Linked DNA regions of Mus musculus: region 2 is linked to region 1. A link is a contact called in public HiCAR-type data. All regions are on one chromosome and are shown on one strand. The core of a region is the stretch at or near the end of the contact, and the rest is flanking DNA. Distances in the headings are between cores, read along the strand shown. Region 1 overlaps Arhgap42 (Rho GTPase activating protein 42). Region 2 has its middle 11 kb from the start of Gm22815.

Region 1 (6,419 bases), core at 1,444-3,943:
GTAGTAATTTACTCACAAACACCAGGGAGCTTTATGCAGGGAAGAGAGGAGCTACTTGTTGCTCTTTGCTTCCTTACTGAACACTGTTCTCGGGTCATAGAAGGAGAGCACATAGAAAAAACAGATACCACTCCATCACTAGAGAAGATTCTGCTGGTGGCAGAGACCAAGAACAATCCAAGCTAATGCCTGAGTAACAGCACTAGCTAGCATGTTCTGCGGACCCTGAGACCCTCCCTCAAACCCTGTTCCTAGGTCACAGTCAGATGTGCCAGGCACTGAGAGTCCAGTTTAGACTCTAAAGATTAGAGTCTAAACTTTAAGCACTAAGCACACAAAGGTGTGATTTCAAGCCTACAAAACTAAGTAGTAAAAGGATTTGGCTCTATGTTATTTTCTTTTTCTACTGTGTTGTTGTTTTTATAATGTCAGTCCATCAAAAATCAAAACTTTCAATCAGTAGATTTTAAATTTCTGAAAAACTTTTAACAAATAGCTAAGAAGTCCTGACCTAGAACAGATGCAGGCGTAGTTTGTGATGTCAGCAATGCCAACAAGACTGTGCCCACATGAAGTAAGTTTGAGGAAGGAGCAAAGTCAGATGAATTTCATGGTGAGAGACACTTCCAGAAGAAGGTGCTGTAAGCATGAGCTGGAAAAGAGAGTGAAATGCCCAAGTCAGATGGAGAAGGGCAGAACTTAGCTCAGGTTGGACCATCAAAGATATACCCATAGCAGGGGTCAGTAGATAAGCTGAACAAATGGGAACACCCTGGAATCAGTCGGTGGACTGCCAGCCTAGGCCCTGGTCAGCTGGTGGACTGCAAGCCTGGTCCCTGGATTTTTGTTTTTAGGTAAGCATCACCTTGCCAATATTCTGGGTGGCCATAAATGGCAGTAACTAATTGATGTCCTTTCTTCTCTAGATTTACACGTTACCCGCCATAATTAGCAAGAAAGAAGAAAGTAAGTCATTTTTCCTCTTCCTTTAGAGCTTTTGCATGAATACTTCAATGATTTTGGACTAAGAGTTTTAAAGAAACAGAAATTTTTAATGAGAAACAAGCTTTTCTACATTCTGACTGGCCCTGAAGAGTAAACCATAAATTAATGCAGTCACATTTCCTGACAGAAAAAACAAGAAAGCCATAGAAAGAGCATGTGAGTTCTGAACATGATCCTTGATGGTGTCTTTCCCCCTCAGCTTGGTCCATCCCTTCAAACACAACCTGAGGGAAAACCCTTAACTTCTAATTCCACACAGTATTATGAAAACAAACAGTAAGGACGACGGAGTGTTCTCAACAAGGCTGTTATGCCATAGAGAAGAGAATGGGGCTATGGTGTTCTGGTGCAGCCAAAAGACCTCTACAGTCTGAGCAGGAAGAAGTCCCTTGCTTTGCTGTCACACTTGATTCAGTACTTGCTCTCTGTGCTATAAGTAAAGCTGCGTAACTCATTAGAAAAGGAAAGTTTGGTCATTCTCAGGGCAAACCTCCATGTGAGAAATGAAACAAGAACCCCAGAAAAAACTGGCCAGGATATTGAATGTATGTCTATTTGGTTATGAGACATAATTAATATGTTCTTCTGGAGACTGTAAAACATCATTAATTATTTTATTTTTTGAAAGTAGCTATCCTTATTGTTAAACAGATGCTGCCTAGTTGAAATGAGAATGGGACTTCTCCTCAAATGGGGCCATTGAGATAGAACCTCACTAGGAAAATGCCATAATTCTGTCATCTGAACTCCTTTTTCAGGAAAACAAAATCATCTTTCTTGACTAGTAGTCATAGCTGAGCACCTCTGTCTTGGCCCTTAACAAAGAAAAAGGCAATCAGTGTATCACCGTTGTTCTCTGCTGCCACCTTAAGCCTGTTGCTCCTCAGGTGGCATATTTTGTGGGGGACTTTAGCAGGTCCTTCACCCCTGGATCTAGATGAAGTAGCAATTCTGTAAGCCAAAGTATTTAATTCACATTCTCCTGTGTGGTCCTTTCTACATTTTTCTGCTTTACTCCTGGGTGGATAACGGGGGGGGGGGGGGGGGGGTGTGGGGGGGGTGTGTGCATGCATCTCAGTGGATGTTTGTGTGGGGTCTACACTCTTAAAGTTCCTGAAGGGCTTTAACATTTAACCATTGTCTAGATGACTTTCTTCACGTGTGCCTTGGCGTGTGGTCTTCCTAGTGTGAAACAGACATTATCCTTTCTCTTCATATTCTAAACAGCCGCTGTCAGTGCACAGTCTTCCTCCTGAGCCTTGCTTGAATAGTTTGTCACTGGGATTTTCCAGGTGTCCTAGGTAGCTTGGGCCATCATTTTACCCTCCCACAGGGACAAAGCTCTGTATGTTCAAAGGTCAAATGCAGTTTTACTCCCACCAAAGAGAGTTCTAGCTTACACATGTTACATGGGTCCTTAAGGAAGAAGAGAAAGGTCCTGAGGGTATCTCAAGATAAATGTGTTCTTGTCTCCTTTTTCCCTCCAAAAACACATATGGCATGACGTTGGATATCTGTAAGTTTTAATCAGAATGCCAGATTAGAAATGTGAGTGAGAGATTAAAGACAAGCATTGTTTTTTCCTGGCAGCCCCAGGGAGGTGCGGTGAGACCACCAGGATCACGTGGGGGAAGGGAGAGCTGGGTTTTGAGTCGGGAGGAAGTTGAAAGAACAAAGCCTCTTTAGCTGCAGAAAGCAGTTCTTGCCTCACCGCTGTTGGAACTCTGTCGAGATTCATAGCTTTTGTGATGCTAAACAGCCTCATGGAAACTTTAGTTGGATTTTAATAAAAGCTTTGGCCCTGAACAGTTTCCAACAGGGAAAAAATGCTTACACTTAACTTTTGACTGAGTAACTCAACTTTATTAAGTAGTTTGTCTTCAGACCAGATGCCATTAGTACTATAGGATTTCAGTGTCTGGGAATTTGGTGGCAGGTGGGCTCTCAGTATTCTTCTGGTCTTCCTCAAAACAGGGAGAAGTAGGGGTGGGGCACAGAACAGTCTCCAGAGAGTTTATAGATGGTTAGCTGATCCACTTAACCCCTCGAGGAAGCCACGGAAGAAGCTTGCTCAGTTTCAGGCATGGTGGAGAAAGGGGACCAAAGGAACAGCATTCGGTTGCTCTTCTTGGTTGACTGTTCTGAAGTAGACATAGCCCCCATCCAGAACTCCATGTTTCTACCACGTAAGATGAGTTCCCTTTCTTTCTACCCCATGCCAAGAATACTTTGTCTTCTGCCATAGTAGAGCTAAGAGAAACACTCACTATCTGTGTGTATGTAACTATGGGGACCCCCTTGCCATAGCATTGTGTGCAGCTCAGAGAACAACCTCTCTGTTGGTCCTTACTGTCTACTTTAATAACGACAAGGCCTCCTGTTTGCAGCTGAGCACACCATGCTACCCAGCTCTGGGCTTCCAGGGGATCTCTTTTCTGTGACTCCCATCTATTGTCTGAGTGCTAGGAGGGCAGTTTCATCTCCCAAGTCTAGCCTCATGTAGGTTCCTCAGGTTTAACTTCAAGCTTGCATGGTAAGAGCTTTCCTCATGCCATCTCCCCAGCTCATGCACACCCCTTTTAATGGTGTCATTTAACATATTAATGAAACTTTCCGTGGCTATCTTTTCTGTAATTAAGAGTAAGCGGTTTCTATTTTTCAGCCATTAAAACCAACATCTTTAGTTGAATTTTTCTTAGCACTAATGAAAGCAATATAATAACCCTCTCCTGGCTTTAGAATATTGCTCATTTTGCATCACACAAATGTCCTAAAATTTGACATTTTCCAAGGCTATATTTTACAAGTCAACTGGAGACAAACTACATTAACCATATGCCCCCCTTTTCTCCACCATAGCAGTGAATGTTGAAGCACTGTAGTGGAGGCATTGTTCAACAGACCTTTGGGAATGTGAGCTGACATGAGATGATGCAAAGGGGGCATATTATTCTCATTAAGACTATGAATTTTGTTGGCTTGAATTTATTTTCTTGAGTCCGTGTTGTCACAGCAAAAATTGCTTAAATTACACATAATTAAATGAGAGAAGGCCAGGCCAGGCTGTGGTGACAGCTGATCACTGATTGGCAGATCGCAGAGGCTTGCAGCAGCAAAAGTTCTTTTCTGGTTCATAGTGTATGTCCACATAGGACCTCAGTGATTTGGGAGTTCAGAGAGTAACCTCCTTCTGTATCAGGCTGATCTTATGCCAATTGCAATAACCTTGGTCTCCTGGGAAGTGACATAGAATCATTTTCATTCCATCGCATTGGATAGCATTGATTCTATAATGATAACTAGTCTTCAAGATTCTAAGAAATATGGTCTTCCTGCATGAAGGACAAAGCAGTGAACATATGTAAACAGTAGCTACAGTGTGCACAGTCTTTTCAGTTCAGTGGTGTATTGCATTTAATCCTTGTGATTTATTGAAGCACAATAAACCTGTAGGAACATTTCTTAATATTCTCAGCTGCCTCCTAGGATCACAAGGCTTCCCCCTCTAAATGCTTGAGCTATGTCTATTCAAAGAAACAAAGCATTGCTCTGGCTTCAGTTTGCTCTTTTTTGTTTGTTTGTGTGTGTGTGTGTGTGTGTGTGTGTGTGTGTGCGTGCTTTTAAGTAATATGGCATTCCTTTTTAAACAAGGACACTACTGGTTGACACTTCCTCAAGCTGTAGTTGTTTCAGACATACCCAAAGAATAAGGAAGGCCTGACGTATCCATATATACACAGGGGCTTACTTTAAACTGCAGTCAGCAACAGGTGTGAGCACAAAGCCAACACCCCACATCACTTACTTTACTTAAAACATCATTTTTGTAGCTTTTAAAGTGTTTTTTTTTAATTCATCCTTTAGCAGTCCTATAAAGTGAGATTTTTATACTAAGTTTGTAAAAGAGATTAAAACCATGTCAACTAACAAACATTTTATTCTCTTTTTACCAGTTTCATTATATGTTGTGTATGGGCAAGTCTATGAATGCTTTTACATGGCTTTGCATCTTTGTGTTTATATGTATTTTTTCCCTTTGTGTGTGTGTGTGTGTGTGTGTGTGTGTGTGCACTCACACTTATGTGTGTGTACTTGTGTGCCAATGGGGTGGTCTAAGACTGGTGTCTAAAGTCATCTACCATTGTTCTTTCACATTATACACTGAGTGGAAGTCTCTCAGGCAAATCCAGAGCTCACCTAGGGCTAGTCTCACCAGCCCGCGTAGCTGGGGGTGGGGGTGGGGTCCTCTGTCTCTGCTTTCTGGGTTTGGAATTATGGCTGAGCCACCATGTCCACCTAGGAGGGTATTTTTTGTTGTTGTTTTATTTTTTTGTATTTTTGTGGCCTGCTGGGTATCTGAATGCTAGTTACCATGCTTATGTGGCAAGCACTTTTACCTACTGACTCATCTCCCTAACTCCTAGTGACATGAGTTTTAATTGGAAGGGTACACATCATCTTCCTTTCTCATCTGGATTTGACTACATCTTCTGCTTTCCATCCTCTCACCTCGAAGGACCCTTTTGTTTCTGTTGTCTTTTATTGTCGCTGTTAGTTTTGGGTTTAACACAGTCTCATTGTGTAGCCCAAGCTGGCCTTAACCTCTGCATTCTCCATCCTCCTCTGCTTTGTAGTGCTGGGATGACAGTTGTGTCTGCCCATTGCCACTATTCACATCTTTTTTTTTTTTTTTTTGAATGAATGAATGCTTTTCTTCTATTGGAAATTTTCTTTATTTACATTTCAAATATTTTCCCCTTTCCAGATCTCCCCTTCAGAAACCCCTTTTCCTATCCTACCTCCCCCTGCCTCTATAAGGGTGCTCCCCCATACACTCCCGTCCTCCTGCCCTGGCATTACCCTACACTGGGGCATCAAACACCTTCAGGCACAAGGGCCTCTCCTCACACTAATGTCCAACAAGGCTATTTTCTGCCACATATGTGGCCAGTGTCATTGGTAGCTCCACGTGTATTCTTTGGTTGTTGGTCCAGTCCCCAAGAGCTCCGGGAGGGGGCTCTGGATTGTTAACATTGTTGCTCCCTCTATGGGGCTGCAAACTCTCTCAGTTCCTTCAGTCCCTTCTCCAACTCCTCCATCTGGGATTCCTGTCCTCAGTCCAATCAATGGTTGGCTGCAAGCATCTGCCTCTGTATTTGTCAGGTTTTGGCAGAGTCTCTCAGGAAACAGCCATACCAGGCTCCCATCAGCAAGCACTTCCTGGTGTCCACAATAACATCTGGGTTTGGTGGCTATACTTAGGATGGATCCCTACTTGGAGCAGTCTCTGGATGGCCTTTCCTTCAGTCTCTGCTCCACACACTGTCTCCATATGAGACAGTGAGTATTTTGTTCACCCTTCTAAAAAGCACTAAAGAATGCACATTTTGGTCTTATTCTTACTCTACATATGG
Region 2 (6,419 bases), core at 2,271-4,770, 280 kb before region 1:
CTGTCTGTCAATTCCCACCGACTCATTGCCCACCTGTGACCAGAGACCCATTCCATGCAGACAATGGACCAAAAGGGTCTGCGGCATTCCAAAGATTGCATTCCTGCTGGAGTACAAGGAGAATGCTATGAATTTCCAGATATAACTTGCATTTAAAAGAGAGTGACAACATTCAGTGGTGGAGTTAGTCATCACAGCAGTCTGCAGCTGATGCTCAAAATGCCCAGTGGGAATGAACTAGGAAGAACACAGCCTGTGAGAGAATCTGTGGGAAATTTCTAGGAGAGGAAGTTGTATGTCCTGATGAACATAAAAGGAAAAAATACAGTTTCAAAAAGGAAAGAAAAACAAAACTCAGTACTGGACTCTGGGGTTTTGTAAAGGAGAAACTAACTTTTTTCCCACTAATTTATTTATTCACTTTACATCCCAATTGCAGCCCCCCTCCGCCCACTTTCTCCTTCATACAGCCCTTCCCTTCCCTCCCTTCCCTTCTCCGTTGAGAAGGGGGAGCCTTCCCTGTGTGATTCTACTCTGGTGCATTAAGTCTCTGCAGGACTAGGCACATACCTCTCCCACTAAGGCAGACAAGGCAGCCCAGTTAGAGGGATAGGATCCACAGACAGGCATCAGGTTTGGGGATAGCCCCCCACTCCAGTTGTTGGGGGACCCACATGAAAACCAAGCTACACATCCGCTACATATGTGCCGGCAGCCTAGGTCCAATTCATGCTTGCGCTTTGGTTGCTGGCTCAGTCTCTAGGCTCTCCCAAGCGTCTAAGTTAGTTGACACTGTTGGTCTTCTTGTTAAGTTCCTATCCACTTCAGATTCCTCAATCCTTTCCCCAACTCTTCCAGCAGACTCTCTGACCTCTGCCTATTGCTTGACTGTGGGTCTCTGAATCTGTTTCCATGCACTGCTAGGTGGAGCTTCTCGGAGGACAGTTATGCTAGAATCCTATCTGAAAACATAACAGAATATCATTACTAGTGTCAGTGATAAAAAGAGCTCTCTTGCATATGGTCAATCTTCAGATTTGTTAAGTTAACCAAACGTGGAATACTAACTCATCTCATGATTTAAGTCTTAAGGAGCCAGCTGTAATTAAGGAAGAAGAGAAAGGAAGACTCTAAACTGATTGAAATCAAGTTTTTATTAGAGATAATTAGGCTTTCAATATTTCATTATATTGAGAGTGGGCAAGATGGTTCGGTGAGTAAAAGAGATTGCCTCCAGACAGACAATCTGAGTTCAATCCCCAAGAGCTACATGTTGAACGCGAGACTGAACTCTGCCCTTCATACCTGTGCTGTGGCATTCAAGCCCACACATGCACACAGACATACATATATGCAATTTTAAAAGTTGACTATATTGCCCTTTACCCTAACATTTGAGGCTGAGATTCATACCTACTACAATACTTTTACATATTAATATATGGTCTCCTCTTTCCCTTTTTGGTTTTGGTTTTGTGTTGGTTTGTTTGCTTGTTTGTTTGTTTTGGTTGGTTGGTTGGTTTAGTTTGGTTTTGGTTGTTTCTTTTGTTTGTTTTCTGTTTGGCTGATTTTGTTGTTGCTGTTGTTGTTGTTGTTGCTGCTGCTGTTTTTTGACAATGTCTAGTGGAGCCCAGGCTAAACTTGCATTCACCATATATCCAAGAATGACCATGAATTCCTGGCCTCCCAAGTGCTCCCCTATACCTGGAGATCCTGCAGAGCAGTTCAGTTGTCCTTTGTAGAAACTCTGTAAAGAAAAGAGTGACAGGGGTTATCATGGCAACTGTGTTTGAAAAACAAAACAAAACGAAGCTGAAGATTATATAGCACAGGACAATTCGTGTTAACACAGAATTCGTTCCACTTCCTGTCCTAGTTAGCACCTAGTTTTCCTCTTCCTTGCCTCTTCCTGTAGGAATCCCGCTCACCTCTGAATCTGGCTCTCTGCAGAAAGGGTGTTTTGACTTATTTTAGCTTCTTATCAAGGGTTGCTCTGTTCTAACTATAGGAAGTCATGTGTATGAGCCATTTCAGAACCTTGGGTGTGGGGAGCCGCCCTCACATTCGCCGTTACAAGATGGTGCTGACATCCTGTGTTCTAAGTGGTAAACAAATAATCTGCGCATGTGCCAAGGGTAGTTTTCCACTACATGTGCTCTGCCTTCCCCGTGACGACAACTCGGCCGATGGGCTGCAGCCAATCAGGGAGTAATACGTCCTAGGCGGAGGATAATTCTCCTTAAAGGGGACGGGGTTTCGCCATTCTCTCTCTTGCTTTTGCTCTTGCTCTGGCTCTTGCTCTCTTGCGCTCTGGCTCCTAAAGATGTAAGCAATAGAGCTCTTGCTCTGGCTCTTGCTTCTTGCTCCTGAAGATGTAAGCAATAAAGCTCTTGCTCTCTTGCTCTCTTGCGCTCTTGCGCTCTTGCGCTCTGGCTCCTAAAGATGTAAGCAATAGAGCTCTTGCTCTCTTGCACTCTTGCTCCTGAAGATGTAAGCAATAAAGCTTTGCCGCAGAAGATTCCGGTTTGCTGCGTTCTTCCTGGCCGGTCGCGCGAACGCGTGTAAGACTTGGGGTCACAGCCCAAAGGGAAGTCAGGATGCAGTAGAGCTCTGAGGGCTGAAGAAGCAATAAACACAACTGTAAGGCATAAATGACATAGTGAAATTGTCCTTTATTCTATCAACTGTGGCGACTCATTCTGGCATGTAGATTATGGCATCAGGTGTCTCCAGGAGAGGATGGGTCAAAGCCATAGGCTGCTGCTGGGTCAGACTTCAGAAGCTCTGTCTGCTGGAAGCAGGCCCCCAGCCAGAGCCAGCCACTGTGAATATGTAGTCTGTAATCCAGCCATGAGGGAGAGCTGACAGAGTGTGGCATGCTGTCAGACCTCAGAATAGTGTGGCAGCTGAACATGGGAGAAGAGTACCAGAAAGAAAACAAAGGATGTGACTGTCCACTCAGTGAGTGACTGGAGCTAAATGCCACTTTAAGAACACATGACACAGAATTCAAGTTTCAACATGTTCAGGGGTTTATTAAAATGCATGGATCTGGCAGAAGAGAAACACAGAAAAATATTGGAAAGTTAGGGAATTCAGATGAGCACACTTTAAGCCAAGTGCTCTTGTGTCAAAAAGGGGAAATGGATAATTAGAGAACTTTGAATGAGAGTCTGAAAGAGATGGAGGAGGGGGAGGGCAGAGGTGAAAAGGAAAGGGGGAGGGACATGGATAGAGAGAGGGAAAGGGAGGAAGGAAGAGAGAGCACAGCCTGGTCTAAATAGAAAGTCCCAAAGGTCAATACCAGCTGCAGATACTCAGTAAGATCCTATTTCAGGAAGATGGGGGGAGGGGCGGGGGGGGGGGGAAAGACAGGGGAAATGGAAGAAAGAAAGGCAGACACTTGTTTAGACATACAAAGTTAAATACCAGAAGAAAATAAAATGCAGCTGCCTCTGCAGAGGGAAACTGAAGAACAGGAAGGTCTTTTCAGAGCAGTGGGACAGCTCAGGAGCTAAAACATTGGCTATGGAGTCCTGGTGGCCTGAGTTCTCCCAGATGCCAAGCTGAAAGAGTAGTAATTCCCATGGACTGTCCACACACAAATCATGGCATGTGCACATGTGCCTGTGTGCATGTACATGATGAGGATGATGAAGAAGATGATGATGGTGATATAAAAATTTAAACGTACTTAGAAAGGAAATTGCTGAGTTTCATGTACTACATTGTTTTAAAACTAATTTTGGTAGTAATAACTGAAATATACATAGCATAAAACTTTTCCACAATCACTGTATAATTATGGGAAAACACAACTGAGTATGGTAAGCATAGTTACATTTTTTGAGACAGGGTTTTGTAGCCTCCCTCACCCTTGAAGCAGGCTGATCCAGACTTTGACCTTGCTGCCACTAAGAAGCAGATTACCTAGGGTAGAGCCTTCTCATCTTGATGGCTCTATTTGCTCTTCTCCAAGACTCTGCTTCCTGCTGAAAGGTCCTTGAGACATTCCAGAGACACACCCTGTAGATCACCTACAGGCTGGCTCCAGGCACCAAGATTGTGCTGGCGGGGGATGGGCCTACCCTCTTTATAAGCATGGACTCTCAGTAAACTTCAGAGGCTTTGAACAGAAAGGTTTGTCTTGGCCTCTTTCTTTTCTCGTCGTCTGATCTCTTTCAGCCCCAGCCTGCCTTTCAGGGGAGCCCAGTTCATGTGGTCACAGGTGGCTACAGGTGGCACCCAGAATGTGGGGCCTGAACGCAGCGGGACAGACTGAGGGAACACTATCTTATGTGGAGCTCCACGAGAAGGGAAGAATAAGAAGATCGTATCGAGCACAATGAGCAACAGGTATTCATGCTAGCGCTGGCTTTAAACTTATTCTTTTTTAAATTGTTGCTGTAGGTGTGATAGGATATGGGCTAACTTGGGACAGTGTTGACCCGGCACTGATTCCACTTAGGGGTGGTCAGCGGAAAATGGGATCAGAAAATTCTGAACAGGCATTTATCCACAGCCTCCAAGAGCTGCTTCAGGCAAGAGGAGTAGGGTTTGAAAAACATTTGTTAGAAGATTTCTCAGATCAGAAAGATTCTTGCTGCCCATGGTTCAGAAAAGAAAAAAACCTTAGATAAGAGAACCTGGGAGAGAATTGGAGAAGCTCTGAGAAACACCCAGGCAGATAATTTCACCCTCTACCTCTGGGGGCTCTTATGCTACTGATGAAGAAACCTCGAAGGCATCAGATAGTACCCAGGCAGAGTTTGAAGAATCTCGGGGAGGAATGCCTGCCAGAGAGGACTTTCTCAGAAGAAGGCCCTCTCAACCCTAAATTAGAAAAATACAGAGATTCTGATGATGAGCGAACATTAGACAAGGAAGATTATTCAGAAAAAGGAGCCGCCAAATATTTTGGTGAGGATTGGCCTCCTTGCGAACCTCCTGCTCCACCTATGGCCTCTACTATAGGAGATGCTACTCATATGGATAGGCAACTAAGTAAATTAGAGTTTGAAATCAAGTTGCAGAAATTGACTAATGAGCTTCGGGAGCTAAAAAAAGGTGTCAAATACAGGGAAGAACAGCTATTCTGAAATGTATCAGTCTCCGCTAGAAAGAGCTGTGGGTCAGGCTCTTGGGAAAGAGCAAGATACTTTCTTATAGTTGAGATAATTGATCATCAAGATAATAGCATCAGACAATACCAGATTTTGGAGTTCAAGGTGATAAAGGAGTTAAAATCAGCTGTTGCACAATATGGCCCTACATGTCCTTTCACACAAACATTATTGGATACTGTCATGGAGTCACATTTAACCCCCCAAGATTGGAAGACTCTATATAAGGCTACTCTGTCAGGAGGAGATGTCTTGCTTTGGAATTCCGAATGGCAAGAAGCCAGTAAGAGAACTGCCACTTTGAATGCTCAGACAGGTAATCCAGACTGGGATGTTAACATGCTTTTAGGAGAAGGTCAATATGAAGGCAATGCTAATCAGATTAGGTTTCCTTTTGGAGTGTACACTGTACACGCAGGTTGCTATGGCTGCTCGCCACGCTTGGAATCAGTTACCAACTAAAGGGGATCTTGGTAGAAGTTTAGCCAGCATTTAGCAGGGTCCTGATGAGCTTTACCAGGACTTTGTGGATAGGCTATTGAAAGCAGCTAGTAGAATTCTTGGAGATTCTCAAATGGGAATTCCTTTCATTATGCAATTGGCTTATGAGAATGCTAACGCAGCAGGTCACTCCGCTATTCGGCCTCACAAAGGACAGACAGACTTAGCGGGATATATCTGGCTTTGTGCAGAGATTGGGCTGTCATATAATCAGGGTTTGGCCTTGGCCAGTGCTTTGCAAGGAACCACTGTGCAAGCAATGCTTACACAGAAACGAGGGAATAATGCATGTTTTAAGTGTGGAACTTTGCGTCATTTTAAAAACCATTGTCCTAAGGGTAGAGGTGCAGAGAGTGGGGAAGCAGGCCATGCTCCAGGAGTTTGTCCTCGATGCAGGAAGGGCAACCATTGGGCTAGGGAATGTAAATCCAAGACAGGCATTCAAGGTTTTCTCTTGCTGTGAAACAAGAGGAAGGTCCAGCCTCAGCAAGCAGCTTATGGGGCCATGAAGCTGCTGCCCAGCCCAAAAAAAAAAAAAAAAAAAAAATCTGTTTTTGAACTTGTCAGGGCAACCCCAGGAAGTGAAGGATTGGACCTCTGTCCCACCACCCACACAGGATTGACTCCAGAAATGGGAGTTCAAATTCTACCTACAGGAGTTTTTGGACTTCTACCGGCAGAAACTTGTGGATTTCTTTTAGGACGAAGCAGTTCTATTGTAAAAGGTCTGCAGATTTATCCAGGTGTTATAGATAATGATTATGAGGGAGATGTGGAACGCCTGACTTGCCAGCA

The links. HiCAR-type assays count read pairs that join an accessible place to other places.
Region 2: a HiCAR-type map of embryonic stem cells shows a contact between it and region 1, with 4 times the contacts expected there. The contact joins two enhancer-like sites. A contact is called at or near these places in 1 of 39 promoter capture datasets (liver), 2 of 115 datasets of contacts at active chromatin or transcription factors (both in embryonic stem cells) and 1 of 9 other capture datasets (embryonic stem cells).

The regions. Positions count from the first base shown.
Region 1 is chr9:9,023,970-9,030,388 of GRCm38.p6, reverse strand. Arhgap42 (Rho GTPase activating protein 42) reads left to right here. Exons shown (of 24, transcript NM_001372563.1): 12 at 927-966. Among named protein-coding and RNA genes, the nearest start is that of Pgr, 130 kb to the right of the region's middle. Within about 2 kb of position 2,693, at least 24 of the 459 cell types and tissues checked have an H3K27ac peak or open chromatin away from gene starts, as enhancers often do. A contact at or near this core is called in embryonic stem cells, where this site is marked.
Region 2 is chr9:9,308,947-9,315,365 of GRCm38.p6, reverse strand. No RefSeq gene overlaps it. Among named protein-coding and RNA genes, the nearest start is that of Gm22815, 11 kb to the right of the region's middle. Within about 2 kb of position 3,520, at least 31 of the 459 cell types and tissues checked have an H3K27ac peak or open chromatin away from gene starts, as enhancers often do. A contact at or near this core is called in embryonic stem cells, where this site is marked.